Regions from separate parts of the Gasterosteus aculeatus genome. Here region 2 is linked to region 1. The links are chromatin contacts, called in public Hi-C maps. All regions are on one chromosome and are shown on one strand. The core of a region is the stretch at or near the end of the contact, and the rest is flanking DNA. Distances in the headings are between cores, read along the strand shown.

Region 1 (3,458 bases), core at 152-2,651:
ATCTCCGTCATTAACGTAACATACAAATTTTAAACAGTTTAACCAATGACACCATGAGTCGTGTGCGACCTCTCTTCTCTCCAGATATTAAGCCGGCCAACGTATTCATCACAGCTACAGGAGTAGTGAAACTAGGAGACTTGGGACTGGGCCGATTTTTCAGCTCCAAAACAACCGCCGCTCACTCGCTAGGTAAGTTTTCTGCAGTCTACACATACTGTGTGTGCGTAAACACACATGTAAACACACATCGTCCTTCATGAACCCACAAATGCACACACAGACACTTAAACCCAGCGGCCCCCAGTAATCACCCGATGTTTGATGTGTTTCATTAGGCACGGCGAGCCCCCGGCCATGTGTCATGTAGTCCTGCTGCGGGGCCGCGTCTGTGCCCGGCCCCTTCATAGGCCACTTAGCCACTTCCTGTTGCCTTGACCTTTAAACCTAACACAGTCCAAGACTGGACCGAGGCCTTCTACACAGCTCTGATTGTGACTGTGTTCCATAAAACACGCCGGCAAACTTTACAATCCCTGTTACTGTTTGGCATTGATGGCAGTGTTTTTCACTTGAAGAAAATAAATCCTTTTTTTTTTTTTGTTCAAAGAAGTGAGATTTGCAGCCCTCGTTAATTAAGACAAGTTCATTTGGCTTAGTTTCTGAAATGAGAGTGTGATGAACTTGAAATTGTACAAAACGGAAGAACCGATTGTCACCACGTATTAGAATGCGTTATTAAACTCATGTTGCTTAAAGACTGTGGCGCTGTTACTGTAATTCTTTTAGAGTCGAGCCTGTAACCTCAAGTGTGTGAAACAACATTTGAGTAATTTATTATTTAATAATTTACTCAAATGCTATTTCAAGGAATAGACTCTTGTACCACTTACGTACAAGCTTGCCTCTCTTTAACACACACAAAGACTCACATTAACACATTTTCCTTGGTTCAAGGGTGTCCTGTTGTTTTATATAGCGTCAATTAATATCTGTGGCCAGGTTTATGTACCAGAATAAAAAAAATACACAGTTACAAATTCCATATAGTACCCTTTAAAAATAGTTTTTACATATTCCGATTTTCTATTATTATTATTTTTATTTATCTTGTTGTGTTAACAGTGATAGAATGAATGTCATTTTAAGCCAGTGCTCGTCCAGTAATACACAGTAAATCTATAGTGGAGATGGTTACACTGTAACTGGCAATCATCCCCACAAATTCAGCTGCTTCATAGACAAATATAAAGGCTGTCATTCACACAGTGGCACTTCCCTATGTCAAACTGTTAGCACCACAAACAGTGTGCTATTCTCAGCCCCTCTACAGCAGCGGCCCAGCTGTTTTGGGAAGGTGTGAATCACATGATCAGCTCAACATTGGTCCGATCAGCTATGCAGCCTCCGGTGCCAGCAGTCGGGTGAAAGCCTCTGTGATTGCTCATTAAAGTTGAATCCACAGCACCCTCTTTAGGCCGAGAGGGAATTTGCAGCCCCACAAGCACAAAGGTCGACTGGAAAACTGTCATCATTAATCTGAAACAATCAAGAAGGCTTCGATAATCCCCAGAAAACTACACAGATCAAAGTGTCATTTTGCTGCCAGGGACTCGATGATCGCAACAGACGCATTTGATCCAAAGCAGCCACATTGGTCCTGCGATTCTTTAAATCAACTCACCACAAATAAACGCCAAAGTATGCAAATGTGATTTTGTAATGATATATTTTATATGCAATTCCTATCCTTTTAATAATATTTTAACCCTATCAGTATGCTTTCAGTAGATAATCTGCTGCTGTAGAAGCAGATTATGTCCCTGTAGGTGATTATGACGTGTTGACACACCTTAATTCCCTGGCTTTACCCTTGCTGTTTCTTTAGGTTAAAAAAAAAAGAAAAAAGCAGCTCTATCTTTTTCTCTGTGAAATATCCTTCTCCCCCGCTGCTGTTTCTTGGTGTTACTTGTCCTCACTTCTCCTTCCTTCTGACCCTCCCTGCGGTGTTTTGACTTTTAGAGGGAAAGAGAGACAAAGAGTGGCTAGAATGGGTGTGAGAGATGTGAATGTTGCACTGAAAGAACGAGGGGGAAAATATTTGTAGAGGCGGGGGGGAGCAAGAAGGAGGCACAGAAAGAAATAGAGGAGAATATGACAATGTGACAACAACAATATGAGAGAAGAATGAAAGCAAGAGTCAGAGAGAGAGAAGGGTAGAAAGAAGGAATTTAAGGTGCGTGCGTGTGTGTGTGTGTGTGTGTGCGCGTGCGCCTTCGTGGGTCTGTAATGAGCCGAGCCACCCAGCTGTACAGTAGAGCAGGGTGGTGGAGATGAGATGGAGGTCCAGGCATACAGCCTGTCAGCTCGCAGGCTTTCAACTCAGCGGCTCAGCTGCCTGCAGTCTCTCACACACGGGCACACACACACACACACACACACACCTACACACACGCATTCTTTTGCTCTTACTCACTCTTGCACACTCTGGGAGACACACAGACTCTCTGTCTCCTATACAGATGTACTCAAAGGGACGCATGTGCATATCCATATGGGCTTGAATTCATACACGCACGCACGCAACGCGCACATACAGGAATAAGATAATGATGTACATTCGCGCAGATTTGGAGCATTCAAACCGACAAACTGTCAATGACACAATACGCACAAGCACGCAAAAGACACACTCTGTCTCACTGGCTGAGGATGGTTATGTAGGATAGTGGCAAGAGTCGGGTTAGGGAGGAAAAAAGACTAAAAGAACGGTGGTAACAGCAATACTGATTTAATCCATGGGGATTAGAGAGTAGCCAATTGTCAGTAATAAATTATATAATATACCTGCAATTAACACTTGTAATGACAGAGGTGTTAACGGCGAGTACCATGGGAAAGGAAGGAGAACAAGATGGAAGCAGAAAGACTTTACGGAGGCGTCCAAAATAATTATGACTTTTCCAACATGTAGGCCTTTATAAAGCCTTGGTTATCTTATAAAGGCAAGTCGTGAAACAGAGAGGGGTCGGTGGCGAGCCAAGAAACCCATAATGCAAATATAAAGGGAACACAGAAAAGGCTTTCTGACGATGAGAATAAGTCCTTCTGGCTGTGTGGCTACCTAAAACTTAAATTTGTATTTTTTGGAACACGATAGAGCAAAGGTTTCCAAACTCGTGCCTTAAGTCTGAATGAGAAAGTAAACCGTAGCACTCGAGAGTGCAGCAGAATCCCGTATGCTGTTTAAAATACAGTAAGTGTTGGTAGGGCACAGGTTAGCTGACAGAAGGCTATCGCCCTGCATTGAATCTCCCTACGAAATTCATCACCGCGTGTAAGCGCTTGTGTAAAAGCTCTGGGTTTGAATTGTTGATGAGGAAACTGCAGCAAGCCAGAATCAATAAATGTATTTAAATGATCACCAATGTTGGTTCATTCAGCGGGGGGTTAGAAGT
Region 2 (3,281 bases), core at 230-2,729, 34 kb before region 1:
CATCAGAGTTCAATGTCACGTTTACAGTAAAACGTCTGTAAAACGTTTCTAAAAATCCAGCGATTGAACCTTCTTCATTTCCCCTGGAGGGAGAATCTTTTCTATCATGGTTACCTGCAAGCGACACCATTAAGTCTGAAGGGGAAAAGAGGGAAATAGATGACAATATTCGCTTGATGCCAAAAAAAATGTCCATGAATCAAAAGGAAATCCTCTCTGTTAAATAAACAATATCAGCAAAAAGAACACAAAAAGTTTTCTATTGGTTTAAAGCATCAGATCAGTGCAGAGAGCCACTTTTAGAACAATGGAAATTCTACAGGATTATTAAACAGTGTTCTACCAAACAGACGTGGAGGCATGCGTGTTGAACTAGAGGATCTCTGGGTGCAGCTCCCCTCGCAGACTGATGCATTACTTTTCATCCATCCATCTAATTATTCCCTCAGAAACCTGAAATTTGAAGATACAAAAGACCGTCCCTATCTGTCACTGGCTGCCATTGATCTTATTGAAAGAAAATGTGGGTGTAGAGGAAACCCAATATAACTCATACCATTAAATTCCACACAGCATTATTCACATACAGAATTGACAGATTTCTGTGAGACGTTTCTTTTAATCTTCAACTGTTGTTGAAGAAAAAGGGGGAAAAGAAATCCCACACTCCAGGCATCTCTCCCTTTTCCATATTTGCAGTGAGGTTAACAAAAAAGCCTATTGAAGTGTAGCAACAAAAAAAAAACACAACCCCACCTAACTTGTTGATTATTAACAATGGGAATAGGAAGAAGACAGATGTGTTTCCTGTGTATCAGCTGTGTTTGAATTGTCAATCTGAAATCAGCGATGAAACTTTTATCAAAGCAAAGTAAGCTGATCAATTCCAGATGCTCTCGCTGTCCAATGCGAGTCAATCTGCGAGACCAATTTTGTCAATAAATTCTCATGATATTCCCGAGGGGCCCGCGGCGTTTGTGCCGTGGGATGTGTGGCTATGCATGTGTATAATGATAGCAACCAAGACTGCGTGTCAAAAGTGTGTTCTCACAATGGTGAGAATCTATTATGCATCATCTGCCCTTATTCTACACACATTCTTACAAACCCTCACCTATTCATTGTGATTTGCAAACAACTACTACTCAGAGTAACCATTCCTTTGTTTTCACAATGTAATTGGAGATACTTACTTCTACCCGACTATATTTAAGAGGAAAGGTGCTGCAGTTACTACTTACTTACTTATTACTTAAGATTTTACACACAAAACATGTAGTCAGTTTATAGAATATGATGCTGTTTAATAGATTAAACCACACTTATTATTAAAAGTTTTAAGAGTTTAAAAAAAGCAGAGATTAGTTTAGCGTTTTGACATTATTTTGTGGCCCTGCAAAGAGTCAGTAGGTTAAGTGACCGTAACGCTAGCGGTCACATTCCATCACTCAATAAATAGAAAGTTCGTTACACGACGTGGAACGAGAGTTGAGTTTCTGCGTAAGATCTCGCGTTGTTTGACGGCTCCCCTGCGCTCTTTGACGTGCGCCCCGCCCCTGCGCTGCGGGACTGCTGCGTTGTTTACACTACTGGCACACGGGTCAGGAGCGTGGCGGTGAGAGGGGCCTAGTGCAGACACACACACACACACACACACACACACACACACGGGCTCATCTCCACTGGCTCCACAGCACAAGCCCTCTCCCTGTCTCTCTCTGCAACGTCTAAAGAGAAGAAGAAGAAGAAGAAGAAGAAGAAGAAGAAGAAGAAAAACGTTTCAGCGGTCAGGCAACGGTGCCACACGAGAAGAGAGAAGAGAGGCCCGCAGAGTCCACTTCGCGGAGAGGAAAACAAGAAAAGAGCGAGTCAAAACAAAGCCAACCGCCATAACCACTAGAAGAAAGTCGCAACGTGAAGGAGGAATAGCCTAGCAACAGTCCCACTTCCTGGTAAGAACTGACACGCCGTTAGCTGACAGTAAACTTCTGAATCTGGCTGCTTCGGGGGAGGCCAACGAACCACTTGTAAACTTTGCAACACTACGCAAGTTTATGTTTTTCTTTGGTCAGGATTGACTGTCTTCTAAAAGAAAAAAAAGCCCGCACATTGCCGTCGTTTCTGGTGAACAAGCACTCGTGACACTCACTTGAAAAAAAAAAGTTTCTACGAAGTTCGCTAGCTAGCTTAGCCTCCTCGCTTAGCCTGCTAGCATTCGGCATTGCTAAACTTTTGAAAGGACACCGTCCCTGCTGTCACGTCATTGTAACAGTTGGCCCTTGAACAACTTTCTCTCAACTTCGCTTTGAAGACATGTATTCAAACCCGGTGGTGGAAACGTGACAAGAAGCAAAGCGAAGTTAGCCGCGTACTGATGCCACGCTAAAGTGTTGTTGTAGTAATGGTACACGGACACTGCATTATTGCTTCCTAATATGGCCTTTATCGTGCAGGTATAGGTTTAGTTGTTAAAGATGAGACACATGAACATGTCTGTGTTCATTCTGCATTATTACTCTCCTGCTGGGTTGATGATGCGTGTAACGTGTGTGCTGTTTATAATTATCTGTATATAAGTAAGGTATTACAAAGTAATATATCTGCAATTGTCTCTGCACTCTCAAAAAGTGCAATTATCCCTGCAGGGCTGTAAGTTTACTTCACAAAGGATTAACAAAGAGTCATTTATGGAAACAAAAGGTAAATGGAGTAACATACGGCCATCCAAATGAATCCAACAGATGACACCAAGCTGTGCAATTTAAATACAGAGGCCCATACGTTGGATGACCAGACAATTGCTGCTCATCTACTTTACTTACTTTTTAACCTCAGCATTCCACCTTTTGTCTGCATCCTTTAAATGTCACTAAGGTACAGAAGTTACCCGAGCATTCTGTAGTTTTTCCCCAAGTAGTCCGATTAGTTAGGGTTTTTCCTTGCCTCATTTATGAACCTTGATTTAACAATAGATTTATTGGTCACTATTAGCCAGACACTGTTGAATTGGTTGTAGGTTAAACCTACTGTGTGTGTCAGTCCCTTGTGATGAGAGGGAAGTTGGTGACTTTGATTTTGTTTGAGTAATTTGAATGTGCGTCACCACCACATAGTGGGACTTTACACCGTCTTCTGTACATGTTTGCAGGGTGGTGGTATTCAAGTAATTCGGTAGGGTCACAGTCCGTTTGGGTGCGGACTAAGACACGCAGGTTTTATTTTCAGAGGATCCGTTGTTTGGGCCGCAGCAGGATTTGATTGCCTGCTTTCACACCAACTCA

Evidence for each region. Hi-C and Micro-C count contacts between places; a contact is called where the count stands out from the background.
Region 2: a Hi-C map of skeletal muscle shows a contact between it and region 1, with 2.5 times the contacts expected there. The contact joins the promoter of nek7 here to the enhancer-like site in region 1. A contact is called at or near these places in 2 of 6 Hi-C or Micro-C datasets (skeletal muscle and tail fin).

What each region holds. Positions count from the first base shown.
Region 1 is chr8:11,858,059-11,861,516 of fGasAcu3.hap1.1, reverse strand. nek7 (NIMA-related kinase 7) reads left to right here. Exons shown (of 10, transcript XM_040183919.2): 7 at 85-192. Among protein-coding and RNA genes, the nearest start is that of LOC120823701, 25 kb to the right of the region's middle. Within about 2 kb of position 1,401, at least 3 of the 9 cell types and tissues checked have open chromatin away from gene starts, as enhancers often do.
Region 2 is chr8:11,891,908-11,895,188 of fGasAcu3.hap1.1, reverse strand. nek7 (NIMA-related kinase 7) reads left to right here and starts at 1,479. Exons shown (of 10, transcript XM_040183919.2): 1 at 1,479-1,952.